Regions from separate parts of the Gossypium hirsutum genome. Here region 1 is linked to region 2. Evidence: chromatin contacts called from public Hi-C data. All regions are on one chromosome and are shown on one strand. Each heading gives the region's core, a stretch centred on a gene start, on an enhancer-like site or on the middle of the called end of the contact. The rest is flanking DNA. Distances are from core to core; before and after follow the strand shown. Region 1 holds the start of LOC107894136 (ethylene-responsive transcription factor ERF119). Region 2 holds the start of LOC107894137.

Evidence for each region. Hi-C and Micro-C count contacts between places; a contact is called where the count stands out from the background.
Region 1: a contact with region 2 is called in a Hi-C map of leaf, with 2.6 times the contacts expected there. The contact joins the promoter of LOC107894136 here to the promoter of LOC107894137 in region 2. A contact is called at or near these places in 2 of 34 Hi-C or Micro-C datasets (both in leaf).

What each region holds. Positions count from the first base shown.
Region 1 is chrA13:11,524,774-11,530,127 of Gossypium_hirsutum_v2.1, reverse strand. LOC107894136 (ethylene-responsive transcription factor ERF119) reads right to left here and starts at 3,529. Exons shown (of 3, transcript XM_016819355.2): 1 at 3,297-3,529; 2 at 2,709-2,992; 3 at 1,060-2,620. The coding sequence starts at 2,406. The coding sequence ends at 1,378.
Region 2 is chrA13:11,247,787-11,252,813 of Gossypium_hirsutum_v2.1, reverse strand. It overlaps LOC107894137, which reads left to right and starts at 2,032. Exons shown (of 1, transcript XM_016819356.2): 1 at 2,032-2,598. The coding sequence starts at 2,032. The coding sequence ends at 2,598.

The DNA.
Region 1 (5,354 bases), core at 2,280-4,779, 280 kb before region 2:
TGACAAGATCTTTAATCACCACACCACTCCATTTAGAGATGCTCATGGGCCGATTTAAGCCAGGCCTAAACATGATATTAACGTACTTTATATTTGTCCAAGCTTGGACTGACCTGAAATATGGGTCTAAAATTTTACCCAAACTCGCCCATATTTGCAAGACTAACCCAAACCCATTTTAAGTCCACCCATATTATTTTTTTAATTTTTTAAAAATATTTATATTATATTATTTTAATATTTAATAATTTTATACATTTTTTTATTGTAAATTTTTATATAGCCATCTTAACATTATTTCAATGTTTATATTAGAGTGGTATTTCAATATGTTCTAAATTACATAATATATAAAAATAACATAATATAAAACATTATAAACTTAAAAATGAGTTGAGCTAGGCCGAGCTTGAGCCTTAAAAGTTCAAACCTAAGCTAGACCCATATTTTAAACGGGCCTAATTTTTTTTTCAAAGATTTAATATTTCTATTCGAACTCTCTCAATTTCGAGTAAACCTTCAAATCTGAACAGATAGTGTGGACATAATATAATATTTTTAGTTGAACCTAAAAGACCCACCAAGAAAGAGTTAGAGGGGAAGGACAAGGTGAAGGGAGGATAAGAAAGGCAATCCAGATACGGCTAACCCTACTCATACGATGAGTGAATCTAAAAGGTAGCCTCTATCGTTCGGTCTATGCTGTAGTTAAATTAATTAACTTCATTTTTATATTGTTTTATCTTATTACAATTTTAGTTAAAATATTTATTTTATTCGTATTTTATAATGCAAATTATTTAAAGAAATAATCCAAGCGCAACTTTCCAGTCTCCACATTTGACGGAAAATAAACAGCAAAAGACCGACAATCAAACAAACCAATCCCAAGTTAGAATATTCCCACCAGTTCATGAAAAAAATGGAACCGGCCTTCATACAAGTACTAGTCCAACTGCAACTTATTAGACAAGGTCCCTCGTCAAAATTAATTTACTTCAATCGCATTCATGATTCATCTCAAGCACAAGAAATAAATCTACCAAGGTAGAATTAATAGAAAATAAAACTTCGTTCGCTGCAAATAGACAAATATAGTAGTTTTAACATGTGAGGATGAGCAACCAAAAATTAAAACACTTCTCTCAGATAGATTAATCCCTTGGATGGCTCTTTAGCACAAGAAAACCCAAAGGATTTTTCGTCACTCATTCCTCTCAACTCACCAAACAAATCATTTCGACTCACTCACAAAAATTGAACTACCCAATAACCCATCTTGGAGAGTCCCCCAAGAACCTTCCAACTTTGACTAATAACTCATGACAACCAGGTTTATATTATTAAACCATTACTACTATTACCTAACGGCAAAACTTATGGGCACAAAATGTTGAGGTGGGCTACTTTTTTGCAAAAATCGAAGTCATCAGTGCTGAAATCACAATCAGGAAGTTCACTGGGTTCATCTCCTTCGATCCCACAAATGCTCACGTCTTCGATGCTACAATAATCCTCCAAAATCACCCCAGAATCATTGACAAAAAGATAATCGGATTGCTCTTCATCTAAGTTCAGCTCTTGTCCAACTGATCCACACAACAGTGGATCATCAATGAAACATAAATCAGGAATCACTAAATTGGCAAAGTTAGCATCAAACCCTTCTGTGTTCGCATCCCCAGAATCATGGTTGCTGTTAAAGAATGCAACAGATGCAGAAGTATCCAATTCGAGCACTGATGAAGGCGTAGTATGGGATGAAGGGCTCACAGACTCTTCAGATACTGAAGCAACAGAATTGCTAGTGTGAGAAGTAGAAGCAGAACAAGAAATGTCATAGGTTTTATCGGAGGAAGCAGTAGCTGCAGCAGCAGCAGCAGCAACAGCCAAAGCCCCGAATTCGAGCTTTTTAGCATCATATGCCTCAGCGGCATCTTCAAGGGTATCGAAAGTTCCCAACCAAATCCTGGTTTTCTCCAGTGGGTGCCTAATCTCAGCAGCCCATTTGCCCCACTTCCTTCGACGAACGCCAACAGGTCTTTTGGCTTCAACCACAAGAGCATTGTCGTCAAGGGTTGTATCCAAAACTCTTTTTCTTCTGGTTGGGGTTTTACAGTTACTGTCTTGAGAAGAAGCCTCAAACTCCAAGGGTTTTGAGTGGGAAACCAACCCTAAAATAGGAACTCCAACTTCACGAACAACAAGCTTTCCCCTCGGGGCCTTCCTAGTAATAGTCCTCTCAGATTCATCTTCACTAGAAGATGAATCAGTGGCATAAGGGTCATGAAATATAACACGAACTTTTCTAGTCATTTGGGTGTCTTCACTCAATATTGGTTGGGTTTTCTTGGACTTTTTGTATAATTTATTTTTATTAGAGGCTTCTTTTCGAGGTTCTGGCATTTTTATCGACAAAACTGGATAAAAATCTCAACTAAACCCCCCCCCCCCAAGAACTACCCTTAAAATACGAGAACAAAATCAAGAGGAGAGGGAGAACAAAAATCTGAGACTATCAAAGCAGTATAAAGTATAAGCCCCTCTCAGAAACAAGAGAAGATAGAAAAATCGTTGTTTTATGTGAAAACCACCAAAACACCCTACTCCAGAACAAGTCCTGCAAATAAAATAAACAGTAAATTTTCAAATCAGAACACTGAAGAAACCAAAGAACCAATTAAAAATCGAAATGATTGATGACATACTTTTTTGGTCTTAAACGCATCGAAACAATCGGGTGAACAAGATTCAGTCTCTGCCTGTAGAAGCAGAGAGCCAAAGAAGCTTTGATGAACAAGTGAGAACAGAAAACTGTAGAAGAAGAAAAGCAGAGCTGCAACCGAGCCCAAATCAAAGCCAAATCAAACTCAGTCGACATAAATCCGCTAATCAGCCTCCCTCAACTCCCAAAAGCGCAACAAAAGCCACCACCGGAGAACCAGTCAACAATATCTCATCAGTGACAAAAAGCTCTCTCTCCCTTCCAAACCTTCTCGGAGAAACCAAAACCAAAAGATCGTCTTAGACACTGCTAGACATAGCATAAGAAAAAAGAAAAAGTGAGACTACAAACGTACGGATCTGATTTTCCTTTCTCCATAACAAGACAAAAAAGCATACAAGGTAGAGAAACACCAGAGTAAAAAATATATACTTTAACCGACCAGCGATGGTTACAGACACAAATCTATCTCTATGGAAGGAGAAAGTTCAGGAAAAGATGTCATGGAATACATATTATTTATTTAATAATCGAAAACCCAAAAGGCTATTTCCAATTTCCTAATCGTTACCTGTTGAGGTCTCTCTCTTTCCCTCCAGTGGACAGTGAACTGACTCTGGATTTTGTTATTTGTTTTTATTCTACTCTCGCCGTGTCTTCTTCAGTCTCAAAGGCCATTCACCTTTCCCCAAGCACTCAAAACACCGGTGGTGAAGAGAATTTTTATTTTATTTATGGAAGTGAGCTGTCATGCAGATACATTATGCATGACCATTGGATTACCGATCTTACCATGTCATACGTATCTCATGTTTCACTGCCCCAATTTTTTTATTTGTACGAGGTTTGATGGCGTGTTGACTTCACGCGTTAAGAAAGGAAGTGTGTATAGACTGACTAATGTTGGCAGCTTTATTTTAGTAACCGAAGCGCCGCGAGTTTCAACGTACTACGGTACAGTGAAGGATTGTTATTGGCGCTTTAAATCACAATGTTGCCACTAACCACTGCCCACTGTTTTTTTCTAACCTTCTTACTAGAGGTGTGTATGGACCGGGCTATCCGACCCAGCCCGAAAACTTACCCGAAATATGAGAAGGTTTAGAAAAAAAATACAAGTCTGAAAAATTGGTTTAAATAAAAAAATAAGACCCGTTTAAAAAATAGATCGGGCCTCGGGTAAAGTATTTTTAGCCTGGGTCCCGCTTGGTCGGGCCTGAATTTATTAAAGGACAAAAAAAATCTGCATATTTTTTTTATTTTTGAATGTTATTTTCTTGTTATTTTCTCTATATTTTGCTACCATTTTACTATTATGTTGCTATTATTTTGTTGTTATTGTTTGGATATTGTATAAAATTTATTTTATTGTTAATTTTCTTATTATTTTAAAGGCATTTGTTAATTTTTTTATTATTTTAGAAGTATTTGCTTCTTAAGTTGCATTTGTCTTAGTGTTATTTAAATTTACATATTTTTCAAAAGTTATTTTCAATTTGTTGAGAAATATTTATTTTGATATTTTTAGTATTTTTAATGTATTATATATATTTAAAAATAATATAAAAAAATTAATATAGGCGGGCTAGGCCGGGCCGGGCCCGGATTTTAGTATTTTTATTCAGGTAAAGCATGGACAAAATTTTAGGCTCATTTTTGGGCCCGACCCGGTCCGAGCCCAATAAATGGGCATGATTTTTTTAGTTGAGCCCGACCCGAACCCGGCCCGGCCCGACCCATGAACACCTCTACTTCTAACATTCTTTGACTTTTCTTAATTCCTTTTCCACCTTAAATTAAAAATGTTTTCTACGGAAAAGTTCGGTATTCTAGTTAGATTTTGATAAATTATAGTATAAAATTATGATTTCATGTTTTTTTTTAATAAGAGAATGATAAATTAGATTTTTTTCTGAATTTTAATATTTTTAGTTGGATTTAAATTTTTTAACAAGAAAAAATTGAAAACTAAAAGAAAAATGACGTGAAATCACAATTTTATATAATTTTTCTCTTAATTTTTTTATATTTATATAATATTTATATTATCTACATTTATGACAATTGCATGCACGGATATATTAATTATTAATAAATTTATTAACACGTAATAATATTTAAATATGAAATAGAATTTTTTTTATAACATTAAAACATAAAATAGTTATAACTGAGATAACATAAATCAAATAACAAAATAAAGCAATAAAGTATAATTTAATTCCTAAATTAAAATATCCTACTTTCATCTTTGATTTTTTGTTTATATTAATTTTGAAATTAGATTATTTTTTTTCATTTTAATTTTTAAACTTAAATTTTATCTTTGATGATGGTTGGGATTGGGAAAGAACCTCTATTTAATTATCATTCCCTTAAATATTATCACCAACTTGTTCTTTTGCAATTAGTTCTTGTGATATAGCATTAGCATCAGGAGCAGGTGCAATTGCTTCTATATTTGCTTGAGTCACACTTTCATCTTCATTGGTCATATTGGTGGATCTATCTTTAACGACACTGTTAATGGATTTCATCATTCTTTAAGTATGCTTGTTATTGACCCTATAAGTCTTCCTGTTGTTGGAGTAGCCCTAAAAAAAATTTCCTTCATCACTTATTGTATCAA
Region 2 (5,027 bases), core at 783-3,282:
TACCGGAAGTCGATGCAAATAGATTAAGCAACATTAGCAATAATGAAGAACTCAAGTTAGTTTCGGATCTAATTGATGCTAGAAATAAAACTTGGAAGGCTGACTTAATCGCTAATACCTTTCATGCGGACATTCCACAGAAAATTTTGCAAATTCATTTGGTGAAAGCAGCACAAGACGATTTCCAAGTTTGGAGAGGAGAACCTTCTGGCGAATTCTCAGTCAAAAGCGTCATAAACTATTACAATAAACTAATTTGGGTCTTAGTGATAATTTAATACAAACCGAGATTAAGGATTTTTACAAGAAACTATGGAATTTACATCTTCCTTCAAAAATTACAATTACTATATAGAAAATCTCTTGGAACTATATTCCTACTCTAATAAATTTCAGGCATAAAAGAGTGTTAGTGAATGTTTCTTGTCCCCGGTGTCGCAGTTCGGAAGAGGACAGCAATCACATTTTTCGACACTGCCCTACAACAATAGAGGTATGGCAGAACTTAAATCTTTTTTGGATTTTTAATAATATGATTCAAAGTATTTGGGAGTGGCTTATTTGGGTATTCAATATAGGTACTAGTAAACAATGTCGACTCTTTTGTTGTGCATTATGGTTAATCTAGATTTCAAGAAATCAGTTAATACATGAAGGAAAAATCATGGCGAAAAGGGATTTTTCGAAACGAATCCAAAGTCATATGGTAGAGTTAAATGGTCTGGAGGAGAAGCCACTTACCTTAAGTGTTGATAGAGGGCACAGACAACTTGAAGGAAATATGAGGGTGACAATTTATTTTGATACAGCCTTTGACAGACGATCTTCCAAATTGGCTTCAAGACTGGTGGTTCGGGGCTTGATGGGCAAGATTTTAGCCTCGAAGATAGTCATACATAGCGCAATCTCATCTCCGTTTGCGGCAGAAGCACATGCAGGTTTGCAAGTTGTTCAATTAAGAATCTCAATGGGATTTAATTCATTAGAAATTATGGGGGATTCAAGAACAGTTATTAGAGATATTCAAAGCAAAAAGGTCCATTTTGAAGAAATTGATTTCTAGTTCATAGATCAGAAAATGAATGTGCCCATAATCTTGTGCACGAAGTGTTGAAAAATGGAGAGGGAAAGTACTTGTGGGAGCTGTACCGGATTACGTCTGTCGTGCACTGGAAGAAAGATGACCGAGACACCTAGATTGAGGCGGTTTCATGGAAGAACTACAAAGAAAATAGATTGCAGAAGAAAAAAAAATTTTGGAAACTATTGTGGTTTGAACTGCTGGGACAGAGATGTGAAGAGGCAACAAATTTATGGAGTCCAACTGTTGATGTTGACTGGATTAGGAATTAGGTTTCCTTTTTCTTTATTTTTTGTTTTTTGTTTTCTAGGCCTTTTTCTGTTATTACATTGTTGGCCGCCTACTCTTTACATTTAGTTTTGATTATTTCTCTTTTAGGATTAATTCCAGTGATTTTTGAGAACTAATTTAATGTTTTTTTTTGGTCTGTTTTTATGCTTTAATAAATATCCAGTCCGTTTACTCAAAAAAAATATAACATCTAAAAAAAGACAGAAAAATTAAATTAAAAAACTAAAATATAAATTTGGAAAGCTAAAAAAATAATTATGCAAAAACGAAATGGAGAAGAAACAAGGCGGCAAAACCAAACCCGAGGGTTGATATTGTGATTGACTGGGCTACTGGTGGGTCCCTTCTGACCACGGCATTCAAATCCCCAAAATTTCCATTTTGGAAACCGTTCTAGACGACCGCCTTTATTAAGGAACCCAAAAAATTACTAAGAAAAACAATAAAAGAAACTCCATTATGACCTAAGAATATTCTCCTCCAACGCGCCTGCATCTCCATCATTACTCACGCTCTCTCTTTTCTGTCTCTACTTCGGTCTCATTGTATATAATAGTGTCCCCCTTCTCCCCTCACCTCACCTCGAGTTCGCTCATTCGCGACTCTTCTTTCAAATACTCTCTACGAAAATAATATAAAGTAAAATTCATACCCACGGCATGGAAGATTCAAACAGCAAGAAGCGAGTTAGAGGTGACTCGGCCGAGTCTGACCTAGACTCACCTATGGTGAAGAGACTCAGAGACGATTTATTAGATCTCCTTGAGGACTCTGATTCTTTGCCTGTTAACCAAGACCTCGCATTGGTTATTAAGAGTTTCGAAGAGGAGATATTGGCAGCGTCATCAACTTCAAATGCAAAGGAGCCGCTGTTGAATCCGAAATCAGATTCCAGCGAACCTCAACCGGATCTTGTTTACCTTTTGGAGGCTTCCGATGATGATCTTGGTTTACCTCCTCCTATGGCTACCACAACTTCAAGTGACGAAATAAGGAGCGAGGTTACTGAGTTGCTGAGACTCGACACTGACTCGTCAGGAACCGGTGAGTTATTGGAATTTGGGGATCAGATCCCTAACTTTGACTTGTTCGGGTTCGGAATCGGAGATAACTACGGGGGTGGCCATGTGACGTATGGCGGATTGTTCGAATATCCCGATGTCTATTACGATTCGTCTGAGTTTTCTGCATTGTTGTGGCGGCCGGAAACTCTGTCGGCGGAATAAAAATTCAACCTAAAAACAAAGGAAAAAGGCAAAATTAAACCTAACGAAACCAAACATAGTTGGGGGGTTTCAAAGGAAGACAAGGCATAGCCGATCTGTAAATTCATTAAATCTTTTTGGGTTTGTCTCAGTATTTTTTAGTATTTGATTAAAAGAAGTTAAATGTACAATCAGGATTAGAAATTTGAAATGAAAAGATACGTTTTAATGGAATGAATGATGTTTTCGCTCCATAGCTTAGTAACAAATTGAAGTGGTTTCCCTTTTTTCATGAGTAGAAAATGAAAAGAAGAATAAAAATGGTGGATGAGGAATACAATTTTAGTTTCCCTCAGACCTGAATCAGATACTAATAATAGATTCTCGACTTTGATAAGGGCGTTGTGCTGTGTGTGGTCCCACTATGTGGGAGCCCACTTCTACGTGTGCCTTTCGTATAAGGTTGCTAAAACAAAAAAGTGTGTTGCAAGTCAGAAAAGAAAAACAAAAAAATGTGAGGGAAAATATTTTTCTTTAATAAATATCAACCTTCCTTTTGGGGTTTGTGTACTTCAATTTTCGTTTTGGGTGTAGTTTTGGGTTTTTGGCTTTCAAATTCCGTCCTTTTTAGATGATATTATCAAAATTTTTTTAAAAGATTGCTTAGGATTATTTATTGATAGTTTTATTTGAGTTGTATAGTTTTTATTATGGTTTGTTTGTAATGTTGTAGTAAGACTTTGATTATAATGAAATTCTTTTTAGACTTTTAAAGTTATGTGGTTTTTACCCTTTACTTAAGGGGTTTTTCACATAAAAATTACGTGTCTCGATTTATTATTTTTTCTTGTGATACTATGGTTTGTTTGCATCAATTATTGATATATTGTGTTATTGGGTTTACTATAATTATCAAATTCATTTTTCAGGAGTGAAAGAATACTAATTCTGCTTCTGTAGTATTTTATCGGGTTTGGTTTCGTCCCAAAAAATTGGTGTCAAGAGCTAAGTTGGTTCTCATGTTCAGTAATCATGGAAATTAACACTAGTAAGATGATTATGCTGAATGACACAAATTATTAACTTTGGCCAAATAAGATGAAAGATCTTCTATTTGTGAATGTAACACTTGAGTATCTCTATTGAATCAATTGGGGGATTAAAAAATTTGAGTGATCAAATTACGATAAGTTGGATCTTAATCTTGATTCAGTTACGATGGAACTGACTGGTTCTAAAGTGGGAGACAAAATTATTAATGATGAATTGTAGAGACAATCAATGAAAATCCTGCTAAAGGTGTAGATATATATAGGGGGAGACAAAATTATCTCAATTCTATTTACCAAAATTTCACTTTAAAGTATCTTATTCTTCAGTCGCTCTAAAGAAGAAAATTTAGCTAAAGAAAGCTCTGCATGCCGTATATAACACCCCATACCTAGTCCGATCGCTGGACCCGGGTTATAAGGTGCTACAAACAAATTCAGTACATTTGATTACATTTCATAGTTCAAATATCAATTCAATATCAATATATTCATATATAATTAAGTACAATATGCAATTAAATCAATTTTGGGTTTATATCGAGCTTAGAAAGCTTAAAACCAACCCGATATCAATCAGGGATCAAATCGGAATAAAAATAAAAAAATAGGAAATTTTACAAACAGGGGTTATGTAACACCCCTTACCCGTATTCAATGCCAAAACAGGATACGAGGCATTACCGGACTTACAAAGCAAGCAAACATACAATTTCGGGTCATAAATTTTCATCCAAATTAAAACCATTCGCATTCAATCACTAAGTCCCTAATATGAGCCTACGAGGCTTGAAACATACTTTTGAAGTGATTTGGGACTAAACCGAACACTTAAGAAAATTTTACAAAACTTAGAAAATTTTTGCTATGAACAGGGGTCACACACCCGTGTGGGCAGGCCGTGTGGTCACACACGCCCGTGTCCTTAACCTGTGTAACTCTCTGTTTTGTAATGCATGAACAAATTGATGTCACACAGCCAAGTCACACGCCTGTGTACTAGACCGTGTGATTAATTTAATTTTCATAAAATAGGTGCAGACTTCACACAGTCGGGACACACAATCGTGCTTAAGACCGTGTCCCTCACACGGCTGAGACACACGCCCGTGTCTCTATCCGTGTGCTCAATCCTGAGCATTCTGCTTTTCAAAATTAAGGTGTAGGGGACACACGACCAGAACACATGCCCATGGGGCAGACCGTATGTCACACACGGCTTAGACATACGCCCGTGTGTCTACCCGTGTGGACAAAATAAAGGCTATTTACCAAGCCATTTATCACCCTCCTTTACACCTACACATACACAAGTTCAATGGCATAATCCATGGCATGTTTAAGCAACCAAAACATCCATAAACAAGGCTAAATCATATCATTCATTACCAACACTTAACA